3 separate regions of the Sus scrofa genome follow, and regions 2 and 3 are each linked to region 1. A link is a contact called in public Hi-C and targeted proximity ligation data. All regions are on one chromosome and are shown on one strand. The core of a region is the stretch at or near the end of the contact, and the rest is flanking DNA. Distances in the headings are between cores, read along the strand shown. Region 1 overlaps ACSS3 (acyl-CoA synthetase short-chain family member 3, mitochondrial). Region 2 has its middle 24 kb from the start of LIN7A. Region 3 holds the start of ACSS3 (acyl-CoA synthetase short-chain family member 3, mitochondrial).

Region 1 (4,233 bases), core at 944-3,443:
AGTTACGTCTTATGTGTATCACTTTTTGGGGTGCTTGAATGGCAGTTAGCCACAGATGCTTCATGGATGGCATATGGAGGGGACATACGAATGTGGCTTTTGATTTTTTTTCCCCCTCGTAGGACATTCACTTGGCTTCTGCCCCTCTTACGTTGCCAAGACATATTTTGATGCTTTCCTTTCGACGATTCCGTTGTTGAAATCATTACTTGGCATGCAAATATTGGTTGTGGAGCCAACATGGAAAACTGCCTCCCTTCCTTTATGGCATCTTTTTAACACTGATAGATTAATATGATGTTTTATCCATTATAATAATGAACCTAATTTACAGATGGCACATTCTGAAAACTGATGTGTCTCAAAGTTTTTTAAGAATTTATTTTCACTTGGCAAAAAATGGGAAACTTTGATATTTTTTTTTTTTGTCTTTTCTAGCTGCACCTGTAGCACATGGAGGTTCCCAGGCTAGGGATCAAATTGGAGCTGCAGCCCCTGCCTACACCAGAGCCACAGCAACACGGGATCTGAGCCGCATCTGTGACCTACACCACAGCTCACGGCAACGCCGGATCCTTAACCCACTGAGCAAGGCCAGGGATCGAACCCGCAACCTCATGGTTCCTAGTTGGATTCGTTAACCGCTGTGCCACGATGGGAACTCCTGAAACTTTGACATCATAAGGAATTGTGTTGTGTATTTTACTTGTGATTTAAAATCCTCTCTGCCCTTAGGGAAAACCAGCCAGCATTTTCCCACCAAATTCTAAAAACACTAAGGCTCAGGATGCAAACATGGTGAAATTGAAATAGCAAGGTGAAAGAATGGCACACCAGAAGTTCTGATGTTCAGTTTCGTTAGTTAAAATTATGGTCACACTGGATAGGTCACACAATATTCTGATATGTAAATATTGAACGCCTACCTTGGCAGTTTAAAAATTGAGGTATAGCGGCTCACAGCACGAGTGAACAACGCTTTAGTGAGTGGGCTTTGACCGTTAATCCTCTGGTTAGCTGTGTACACGTGCTTTTTACCCTACTCTAAGGGGAGACTGAGTTGGGATTAAAAGATTGGACTGACCGAGACGTGCTTTTTACCCTACTCTAAGGGGACTGAGTTGGGATTAAAAGATTGGACTGACCGAGACGTGCTTTTTACCCTACTCTAAGGGGAGACTGAGTTGGGATTAAAAGATTGGACTGACCGAGTCTGGGACCTCCCTGCCGCAGACCAGGTTCTCTGCCGTGGGCTCGTGATGGACAGACAGCCCTCCCTGCCAGAAGCCCAGCTCTGGCAAGAAAGTGTGTCTCCATCCTGCACACATGGGCTGAGACGTAAACAAGACCTTAAAAAGGGGAGAGCTGTGGACGCCGTTCCGAGAGCTGACCCGAAGCAGGGAGAGAAGGTGGTGGTTTATGGTCTGCGTAGGATGCGTTTCGTAGGTTTTGAGTCAGGCCCAATTTCAGCGAAGAGGGCCTGGACACCTCTCCTCGGCAATGAAGCCGGTGGCACATACAGGACCAGAGTATCCATTTATTGGCCATGCACTATCCCTAGCACGGTAGGAGCCAAAAGCTGCACGGAGGGCAGCTCTGAATGATTGCTTTGCGGCTGATGCTGACTAGAGGATTAGGGGCGATGCTGAGTTAGGGGCATTGGGGGGTAGGACACTGGGTTTGACCCCAATGTCTGGCAGGTCACTGAGTCTTCTAGGAGGTCAGAGAAAAGAAAGCTCATTTTCAGCTTGGCTTCATCTAAAAAAAAATAATAATAAGTTTTTCATCTGGGATGGAAAGTTTGGGCTTTTTGATAGCAGGTCCCTGATTGTGTTGGTTTTTCTCCTCCCTCTCTGAGGACTGTGCCTTTTCAGTTGAGTCTGTTAGCGTTTCTTTTCTTATATCGTCATTGCATGTGGTCGTCTTTGACTTTGATCTTTTCTTTTCACAACTTTCTCCTCAGACAATTTCATCCGTGCTATAGGTCCATTACTCTCCTCATTAATGGCATTCCGATCTCCAGATTAAGGCTCTTCTCACATCCAGTTGCCTCGACCTGGATGTCTGAGAGAGACGTCCCTGGAGTATCTCCAACTCAATACAGGCTCGTTTCTCGCAAGCCTCGCCCTCACTCTCGGTCTCTGGCTTAGAAAATGATACCACCATCCAACCAGCTGCTCAAGCCAAAAACCACAGAGTCACATGTAACCCCTCTGACTTCTTGCTTCATATCCAGCTTAACCAGTTTTCCTCAGTGTGTCTCTAAAGAAACACTGTGATCTTTTTATACCCGCGACCGTAACCTCAGTGCCCTGTGGGCAGCCTCGGCAGCGGTTTCCCTGCAAAAACCGTGACACTCACCCTCGCTGACCCTCTGTTTATTCTTCACCGTGAAACCGAAGTCCGTCTGTGTGTTTCGCGTCCATTCTGAAGTGAGAGAGGCCATCTGTGACGACCACAGACTGTGTGACTCCAGCTAGAGTAACAGCAGAGGACTTTGGAGATAGTAGAAAAACTCAGTGGTTGCCAGAAGTTCCCAGGAGGTCAGGGGTGAATAGGCAGAGCACAGGGGATTTTTAGGGCAGGGCAACTATTCTGTGAAATTCTGTCTTCATGGACACGTGGCATGAGACCCAGAGAGAATGCAACACCGAGAGGGACGTCTCATGTCACCTATGGATGATGGGTGATAATGATGTGTCCCAGTGGCCATCGTTGTCATGACTGTACCTCTAAGGCGAGGGTTCTCGTTGGGGGAGGCTGTGGGTAAGTGGGGGAGAGAGATACATGGGAACCCCTTCCTTGCTGCTCAGTTTTTCTGTGACTCTAAAACGACTCTAAAAACATCCGTTCTAATCTCGCATCCCCTCCTTTCCTCTCGAAAGGGCTTTATGAGCTCCCCAGTGCCACCTTGGCATAGTCCTTCTCCACCTCTGCCGCTTCATTTCCTCTTGCCCCCTTGGCTCTCTGGCTCTCTGCTGCTCTCATTTAAATGTGAACACTACAGGCCCGGTCTTGCCAAGGGGCCTGCGCCCTCCTCCGTGCCTCACCCCTGTCTCCAGACCCTTTAGACCCGAGCGCGTTGTCAGTTCGTCCGGGAAGGCTGCCCTGAGAATCACGTTCTTCTGCCAAGTTGATGGCTTTTGCTCTCGTGTTAAAAACCCAAGTTATTTCCCCAGAGCCTCTACCACTGTTATATTGAGATATTTAGAATAATTATTCATGGTTATTTATTAATACCCCCCTCCCCTCCCCGGCTGTAAGCACCACAAGACAGGACTCAGCCTGTCTTTGCTCACCACGCAGCCTAGCATTAACTCTGGAGGTTGGAAAATCAGAGATATTTAGGAAACGTTTGCTGGATTAGTGAATGGGAGGAGAAAGAAGGATTGGCAGACGAGCTGATTGTGACATGCGTTCACTCTCTTCTCCAGCCACCAAAATATACATTAATCTCTCAGAAAAGGACTTTGACCTTTTTTTGGGGGGGCTGGGGAGAGGCTGCACCTGTGGCATGTGGAAGTTCCCAGGCTAGGAGTCAAATCAGAACTACAGCTGCTGGTCTACACCACAGCCACAGCCACAGCCACAGCCACGCCAGATCCGAGCTGCATCTTTGACGTGAGCTGCAGCTTGCGGCAACACTGGATGCTTACCCACTGAGACCACTGAGAGAGGCTGGGGATTGAACCCACATCATCATGGAAACTAGTCAGGTTCTTAGCCAGCTAAGCCACAGCAGGAACTCCCTCACCATTTTTAAAAGTCCCATCACAGGACAAAAAAAAAAAAAAAAAAAAAATTAACCCTAAGCTTCCGTATTTCATGTGGTCACTCCATTCTGTGGGTTCTTGTGATTCTATATCTGTTTCTCCTTTGAGGCATTTAGAGCTTAGAGTGAACAGTATGAAAATAGTTTCTCAACAGTGGTGATTGTCTGATGTCAGGTCTTCACTCTACGTCTAGCTGCTTCTCCAGTTTGGAAAATCGTCTGTGATGGGTGGTCACTCAAAAAAACAAACAAAAAAAAAAGAGGTGTGCTGTTTATTGCTCGGTGACAGAGGCAGAAATAAAATCACTGTTTATGGATGGGGCTGCCTTGAGTTCTCTGGAAGGTGTCCTTATGGCAGCCAGCACTGAAGCCAAGCCACCCTGAGGCCATCTGCTTCTGAGGCCTGTTGCCGTTTGTTCCCAAGTGGTCTCCACGGCAGTTTCCCTGGCTTCATTAATAAA
Region 2 (4,233 bases), core at 1,119-3,618, 220 kb before region 1:
TTAAATATTTGGCAGAAAACACTTGAACAGTTATTGTATTTGGATAACCATATCTTATATATTTAGATACAGGAATTATTTCACCACACAGATCCAACAAAGCAGAATAAAATGAAGAAAGAGTTCCAAATATGTTTTTTTTTTCTCTCTCACGGTAATATACTATGCTAAAATATTTTACTTGAAAATTTATGCAGCTTTTGCATATGTAACTAATGGGTTTCAATTCTAAAAATGCTAGAAAAATAAGCTCTATTTCAAGTAGAAAAAACAAAAATAGCAGGAAATAACAGTCATGCTCTGAAATATAATAAAGTCATTCAGAGTTTCTATATAATAGCAGTACAAAAAAAAATAGAGGACACAGTTAAAGGTAAAATCTACTGGGGACATATTTCACTCAAGTATTGTATTTTGGAAACTACCCCAAAGCAGTAAAGAGTTGGTACAATGTTTGAGGAATCAGAGTGAGCAATACAATAGATTGGCAGTTCATTTGTACATTTGGAGGAAAGGAATCAGCAAAATAAGAAAGAAAACAAGTTTTTCCTACATTTAAAGGAAAAAAAAATAGTCTACACTGTAAACATGTTTACCAAATAAATACCTATTTCCCAGGTTGAAAACCTGCAGCTTATAATGTGAAGCCTGAAATGCAAGGACAAGTTTATGTCAAGAATACATCTAAAATTGACACAGTTCATTGCAGAGACTGCTAAACTTTGAATGCTTTAAAAATTTAAGCCAAGAAATCCAAAGTCGTCATCTGAAGCATTTTAAATCTGTGACAACATGCTTACTTATAAAATGATGGTTAAGCCAAATTAAGCCATACTGGAAATCTTACTGAAAGAGAAACTGATATTTCACAAGGGCTATGTCAAGTCATGTTGGAATAAAGTACCACTGATACCTTGGGCCTCTGATGCTACAAGCAAAATGACAGATCCTGATTTAATCCTTGGGAAATATCTTTTTCAATCTGTTTGAAGATAAGGAAGCTATGCAATCATTAGAAGACCTATGATAGTCCCTTCACAAGACATATTATTATTATTATTGTTAGGGATATAGTTAACCACAAATCAGTGACTTTGATTGTTTCCTCTGATATAATAGAAAAGAACATTTAGAATCACTCTGGCTTTGCCTAGAAAATATTTTGGATTTGGTTTGCTAGTATTTTGTTGAGAATTTTTGTGTCTCTGTTCATCAGTGATACTGGCCTGTAATTCTCTTTTACAAGGTACCTTTGGTTTTAGTATGGATTCATGGAGATTTATTCTAGATTTTGAGCTATAATCCAATAGAATATATAGGTATGCAAGTATGCATGTATTTACTCAGAATTTCCACCTTTGGGCATTGAGAGCACTTCATTTGTCTCCTGTGTCCTGTCGATATCCTCCTATTTTTGTTTAGTTTTTTTATTTTTTGCATTTCTTTACTTTGTGGCTACATAAGATGTTCCAGGCTCATCCTGTATATTTCTTGCCTCAGCCCTAGTATCAGACATTTCTCCAAGGAGCCCTGGTTCCTTTTATTAGAAACCAAGATCTAGGCACTAGATGTTCTGTCATATTTTTTCTAGCTAAACAAATGGGACTAAAATTCTTGAGCTTCTACTATTATCTAAGGCCAGAAATTAGCACACATTTTGTGCTGTGGGCCAAAAAGTATGTATTTTAGGATTTGCAGCCATATCACCTCTCACAACTACTAAACTGCCTTTCACATGAAAAAGCAGCCATAGAAAATACGTAAACAAATGGATGTGCCTGCTTTCCAATAAAACTTTATCTGACAGCTGAATTTGGCCTGCAGGTCATCATGGGCTGACTTCCAATATAAACTGTAGGTGTGGCTTGTGTGCTGTCTGTTTATGACAAGCAGAGGGAGCGGGAAAAGGAGAGGCTGATAAATAGGATATGAATTCATCCCTAGAGTGAAGAGTCTGGGACTGAGCTCAAGTGGTCTGGTTACAAAGACAATGTTATTTTCCTTTTGCCCTGCTGGCTCTGGTCAATACTTTTTCAAATTCTACTCCAGCTGTTCTCTGATTTTTGTTTTTGTTTTTTTCAGCTTCCAGAAAGTCTCACGTCTAGACTAATCCTACGTCTCAAGTGGTGTCACTGTAACAATGTTGCTGGTTTATATCCTGTCCTGGATATCAATCTTACTTACTTTTAGTCACTTGTTATATAGTATAAATTAGGTTATTAATAAAGAATCAACCTAGCCAAGGTTGAAATATGCTGTTGGAAAGAGTCATTCAAAGTAAAGACATTTTCCCAGCTAACAGGGTTCATGGCCAGCTATGTTGCGCAACTGTGTAATGAGTCTCTTGTTTGCCAGCAAACACCAGAGTACAGAGATGACAAATTCAGCAACGGTCTTCCCCAGAGACTAACAGAGGAATATAATGAGGAAAGCGCAGTATGACAATTTCAAGACAGAATTAAACCCTTAAAGTAAGGGAAGCAGTAGAACCAAGGAAAAGGGTGAGCCAGGCTGGTTTCTTAGAATATTTTAAGTCCATTTCCCTCTATACCAATTTTGTTTTCTGGACTACTTTTTTCCAGTTATTTCCCAGTTTTAAGCCCTCATATTCACAATTCCTTCTATGATTCTATAATCCATTGATCAAAGTTTCCCTTACCAAGGCAGTTCAGCTATTGGAAATAAACTTCATTTTCTTCAGCTATGAAAGAAAGTTACCTGTGTGGTACATGTTCTCTCCTTCCAGCTGTATTAAAGGTTAATCACACAATATTTCTGGATATGTTTGATACCGGACATAAGAGCTCTATTATTGATTACAGATTTTTCTAATTATTCAAAATCTGTTTCTCCAAGGTAATATGATCTTTCTTAGACTGGTGCCAAAGGACATACATCTCTCCATCCACTAGGCTGTTGATCAGTGATAAGTATAAACCTACAGTGGTGTATTGAACGTATATACCAGTTCCTGTAACTATTGATTATTCATTACATCTGCTTCGGGGTCAAGAATGAAGTCTGTAGAAAAAGGGGCTACAGTAGTCGTTCGGAAAAGTTGGTTAAAAAGCTGTGCTGCCAGACTTTTGGTTTGTAGATAATGTTTCAAATGACTTAATAATAATGTTGATACTATATTGATATTAATAATGGAAATAATAAATAAAATATTAATAACTGTGCCCATCAGTCAGAAAAAAAAAACAGAGAAACCACTCTAGATATTTCAAGTGTAAAGAAATTTGATGCATGGAATTAGTTTAAAAATTATTAGAAAAGCTGGTGAACCCAAGGGTACAGTGCTTTGTCCTTTGATCCAAAGCCGGCACTATTCCTGGGCTGAAGCTTTGTCTGGCCACTACTCTGATGAAGGCTATGTCCCTGCTATTACTGCAGCTGAGTGGATACCCAGGAGCCACACTCCCACCGAAGGAGCCGCTACCGCTTCTACTGAAGGCATCTCCGTAGGAAGGAAAGATGGCGTCTCTCTTGTTCTTTATTTCCAAAATTCTGAACCCAACAAGAAAGGCAAATGTAGTTCACAGGCTACCACTTCTACAATTCAAAAGTGAATGAATGAAGGCAAGAACAAAGCTTATGACAAGAGAAAAATTTCTAAAAACATACAATATAATGGGCACCATTTTACCTGTTTTCAGATATATATATATATATATATATTTATTTAGTGTTCATAGCAAACCTGTGTAATTGGTATGCTTTATACCTACTTCACTGATAAGGAAACTGAGACAAAAAGAAGCTAGGTAATATCAAATTCATATAGCTATTAAAAGGTAGGATTAGGACTTGAACCCAGGCATTATAACTCTAGAGTTCATACCTGCAACTATTGTACTACAATTCAACAAGCACAGGTGATCTGGACTCTGCTTCATTTGTCGAAGGAAAAGGCTAGTCTTTTCCAGGATTCCTTTCCAAGTATTTCAGATACACACCTGCCCAGGTATTTCATATGATCCGATCTTTGCCTCCGGGTACTGACCACGTTTGATTGACATGCTTCCTCCTTGTTTTTTTTAATAACCAACCATTTCACTGATAGGTAATCTCTCTTTCTGGTTACCTTCCCTGGAGCCACTGATGCCGTCACTCTTCTGGCTTTAGATGAGGAAAAACGCTGCCCCTCCCCTCTTCTCCATGCCTAACGCGAATGACTCCCCCAAACAGAAAAGAGACCCCTCTTTAAGTTTCCACGACAAGGTTAAATAT
Region 3 (4,233 bases), core at 780-3,279, 140 kb before region 1:
TCTTTGTTTCCTAGGGTTTTACCGGCACCACCAGCACCACTGAACTTTTTCACTGAGGTTTATAGAAGAAGAGGAGTGGGTGTGGGTACTTCGCTTTGTCATATTTTATCTGAAGTCTAAAATCTTTCTTCTTTTAAATAGGGAGATGATCAGCCTAGTCTGAAAACCATGGACTTAGATTCCCCACCTTACTTACTGTGGGACACAGAGATAAAAGGATCATACTTCAACAGTCTGCTCTGGCGAAGTGGCAGAACTTTCCAGGGGGAGAAGCCTGTGCCCGGTGGCTTACAGGTGTGCCAGGAACACCATCCCACTGCCTCAACGTGGAGAACAGGGGATCGCAGCTCCTTCTTAGTACTCCTCTGGCGAAACACCGGACCTAACGTATTTCAAAGTGCCAGCACCGTGTAGAGAGACCCAGTAGGAGCCCGTAGGGATCTGCCAGCTTCTTTCGCGTTCCCCCAGCCACTGCCCCCACCACAAATCACCCTTTACACAACGCAGGGGCTCACCTATTTGCTAAGCGGATGACTCCAATGGACTTCACTGTAACACAGTAGCGGATGGTTTGGGCGGTCAGAAGATCTAGGCCTCCTGGCAGTAGCAGTACACACCTGGGCAGAGGAAAGGAGCGGGCTACGCCATTACAGCCCTTGGTAATTTTCTCTGCATTTAAATAGGGACAAGGGCCTTTTGCTAATGAAAATCACTTGCCAGGAGGCCTTTGGAAGAGAGTAGGCTGCAGGTGTTACGGAAGCCTCTAGGGCCTTGTTTCTTAGTTGGAGTGATTATTTGAAGAAATAGTCTCTGTTTTGCAATAGAGTTATCTCTGTTCTGTTTAACCTTTATCTCCACATTATTCTTTCCTGCAGAAAACAATCTGTTTACAGCTTCTCAGGTTTACACTCTTCCTAGGATCTGCTCGTTCATTATTTCTCACTTCGGAGTTCGGAACGCACATATTTATTTACAGGTGCAAATACTATCACACAAAAAAAGAGTGTGTTTGGTGTAACAGAAAGCAAACGAGATCCTATCGGAACCTCACGGGGGTAAAAAAAACCAGTGAAGGAGTTTGAAGAAGATTAAACCGCGACAGTAATTAAACCGAGTATCTCTTTTAATTTTCCTCAGGTTCCTCTTTTTCTCTCGGGATTCATTTCATCTTGACTTTGCTCTTGCTTTTGGCTTCATTCCCCCCCCCCAATCAAAAAACAGCCAAAAAAACTCCAAAGAGGCAAATGGGAAGGGAGGGAAAAGCAACAAGTCTTCAGCTTTCTGCCTGGAGCCTGTGGGGGGTCTAGTCCGCAGGTGCATTCGCATCCCCACTGGGTTCCCTCTCCCCTACGGCTTCTCAATCACTCCCATCCGGCTCTTCACTATAAGTTGGGCAACCTCCCTTCACTCCTCCTCTCTCAGCTATCAGGAAATCCTGGAGCAGTCCCTGCCCTGGAACCACTCGTTTTTTTAAATGGAGCATTGTGTAAAAAATAATAAATAAAAGGTGACACTGCAGGGGCCCGGGCCGCGGCGCCCAGCTCGGTGGTTCCCGGCGGCAGGCCAGAGGCCGGGCCGCGGGCACCCGCTCGCGCTCCAAAGATCCCGCCGGAGGCGCTGCGCGAAACTGGTTTGTTGTAAACCTGAGAGTGAGGTGGGTCCGCCGGCCTCACCTTTAGGGGTACCCGGGAGACGGTCTTTCGATTGGAAGGCGTTTGTTCCCGGCGGAGGGGCGGCGTGGGCGCCGCCGGAGGCTGGGTTTCCCGCGGCGCCGTGCTCGGCGCCCCGCCCCCGGCCCGCCCCCGGGGCGCCGGGACCCCCGCCCGCCCCGGCCCGGCCCCGCCCCCGGGGCGTCGGGACCCTCGCCCGCCCCGCCCCCGGCCCCGCCCCCGGGGCGCCGGGACCCCCGCCCGCCCCGCCCCGGCCCCGCCCCCGGGGCGTCGGGACCCCGCCCGCCCCGCCCCGGCCCCGCCCCGGGGCGTCGGGACCCCGCCCGCCCCGCCCCCGGCCCCGCCCCCGGGACGTCGGGACCCCCGCCCGCCCCGCCCCGCCCGCGGCAGCCTGTGGCTTCTTCCCCCGTCGCTCCAGGTCGGTTTTTCCCGGCGACTCTAGGGGGACTTTCAAACTCCCGGGCTCCGGGACACCTCGGAATTTGCCCCCGCTTCCCGCTCGCTCCCCTCGGGCCCCGGAGCGTCGCGAGCGCCCCAGGGGTCGCCCCAGGAGGGCGCTCGGGACCGCGGGCAGCGCAGCCTGCAAGCAGGGGGACGCCGGCGGCAGCGACGATGAAGCCGTCGTGGTTGCAGTGTCGCAAAGTCACCGGCGCCGGGGGACTCGGGGGGGCCCTGCCCGCGTCCTCTCCCGCTCGGGGAGCCGGCCTGGCCCGCAGAGCGTTCGTGGCCCCCGGCCCGCGGGGAGCTCTCGCGGGCCGGGGCTGCCGGGTGCTGTCCTCGAGCTGCGGCGAGTACAAGCGCCACTTCGCGGCCTCGGTGGCCGACCCCGAGAGGTTCTGGGGCAAAGCCGCGGAGCAGATTAGCTGGTACAAGCCGTGGACCAAAACGCTGGAGAACAGACATTCGTCTTCCACCAGTTGGTGAGTGGCTCCTCCGCCTCCGCCGCCGTTTCTCTTGGGCGCCCAGGCTCGGCGTCCCCTGCGCGTGAACCTGGAGTTCTTTGGGGAACGAGAGTAAGGCCGGAGATGTGTTGAGAACTTTTAATTTGGGTTTCATTTCAATTCCATAGTCAGCTTTCTTGCCTTGTCTTGAGAGACGCGGTTACGTGTTGGGAGCCCAGCTTCCTGTAGACCCGCGATCTACCTGCCCGGCTGGGCTCTGCGCCGTGAAGTGGCCTAAAGCCGGAGCCCGTTACCGGGACAGCACAGTCTCGCGGGGGGGGAGGGGGCGGCCACGTAAACAACCGAAAGCAGACTGATACTTTAGGGGCATGTTAGGAAGTCCCTGCACACTGCGGGAAGGAAGAGAGTTGAGCAGAGACTTCACTAAGCTCGCCCCTAAGTTGGGTTTGGAAGGATGCATATGTTTTCTCAAAGTCCACAAGGTCCGAATTATTGAAGTCCAGGAGGTGGAACTCAGGTTGAAATTTGACTGTCGATGTGGTTTGTGAATCACTGTGGGACAGGTTAGATCCATAGCCCTGTCCCATATATGAAGCTGCAGTGTGGGGCACCCAGAAGGAATGCACCTGGAGGCAGGTGGTCAGAATAACTTTTTTTTTTTTAATTCTAGAATTGCAGTCATAAGTAGTTAAAAACATTCTTTCTGTATTAGCGCAAACGGAGATACATTGTAGAATACATGCCATATTTGCCAGTATGTTAAGGTTGGGTCACTCAGGCTAGAACTCAGGAGTTGTGGCTGCCCTTTGGGCGGCGTGCCTAGCCCCTAAGAGTGTGGTAACTCTCAAATGCCAGCCATTAGGGAACAGTGTTTCCTGTACAAGTTTTCAGAAGAGCACATGGGCTTTCCCAGAACCCTTTCCAAGTTCCCAGCTGGGGGAATGACAGGGTCAGGCTTGCATTCAACAAGTGTCTCCTTGTTGGGAACAGGGAACTTGGAGAAGAGCGTCACCACCAGAGCCTGTCCTGTGTCACCACCGTGTCTTATCTTCTCCTGAGTGGTTGGAGCTGTTTACATGGTTTTACCTTCAGAACCCAAGCACATTTCCCCATCCTGTTCAGTTTTTTCAGTACTGTTTAACTGATCCTTTCTTACCTGTGTGGCGGGGACCCAGACACTGGATATGCACCAGAGAATACTACATAGTTCCTACTTGGGGAGACGCCTAATGGTTCAGAGAATGATCTCTGGTGCCAGAATTCTGGGTTCGAGGTTTGACTCTTGGAGGTACTAGCTGTGTGTTCATAGGCAGGTTACTTAACCTCTCTGTACTTCAGTTTTCTCATATATAAATGTGGAACTAGTAAGACAGTTAACTTGGTGAAGGATTAAGACCACTGTCTCAAATGATATAGACCCTGCACAGGTTAGAGCAAGAATAGCTCTTTTCCAGTTTCATGGAGGAAATCTGCCTAGTGTTTCTCAGATCAAAAAACACATTATTGTCTTGTCTACGAATGTGTTCTCCAAAGTATGTGCCCACGTATCTGTCGTAAAGTATGGTACTATCCTTCCCATAAAACTGTGTGCAGAGAACTCAAGAAGTCACTGGGGGAGTTGCCATGGTGGTGCAGTGGAAATGAATCCCACTAGGAACCAT

The links. Hi-C and Micro-C count contacts between places; a contact is called where the count stands out from the background.
Region 2: a contact with region 1 is called in a Hi-C map of liver, with 6 times the contacts expected there. A contact is called at or near these places in 3 of 47 Hi-C or Micro-C datasets (heart right ventricle and liver) and 1 of 2 datasets of targeted methods (skeletal muscle).
Region 3: a contact with region 1 is called in a targeted proximity ligation map of skeletal muscle, with 4 times the contacts expected there. A contact is called at or near these places in 1 of 5 promoter capture datasets (liver), 14 of 47 Hi-C or Micro-C datasets (embryonic fibroblasts, epiblast stem cells, fetal heart ventricle and 7 more) and 1 of 2 datasets of targeted methods (skeletal muscle).

What each region holds. Positions count from the first base shown.
Region 1 is chr5:100,283,606-100,287,838 of Sscrofa11.1, reverse strand. The region is part of intron 13 of ACSS3 (acyl-CoA synthetase short-chain family member 3, mitochondrial); the gene reads left to right. Among named protein-coding and RNA genes, the nearest start is that of ACSS3, 140 kb to the left of the region's middle.
Region 2 is chr5:100,507,051-100,511,283 of Sscrofa11.1, reverse strand. No RefSeq gene overlaps it. Among named protein-coding and RNA genes, the nearest start is that of LIN7A, 24 kb to the left of the region's middle.
Region 3 is chr5:100,427,025-100,431,257 of Sscrofa11.1, reverse strand. ACSS3 (acyl-CoA synthetase short-chain family member 3, mitochondrial) reads left to right here and starts at 2,029. Exons shown (of 16, transcript XM_003481763.4): 1 at 2,029-2,590. The coding sequence starts at 2,283. It overlaps LOC102165555 (a long non-coding RNA gene), which reads right to left and starts at 1,806. Exons shown (of 8, transcript XR_001308922.2): 1 at 1,674-1,806.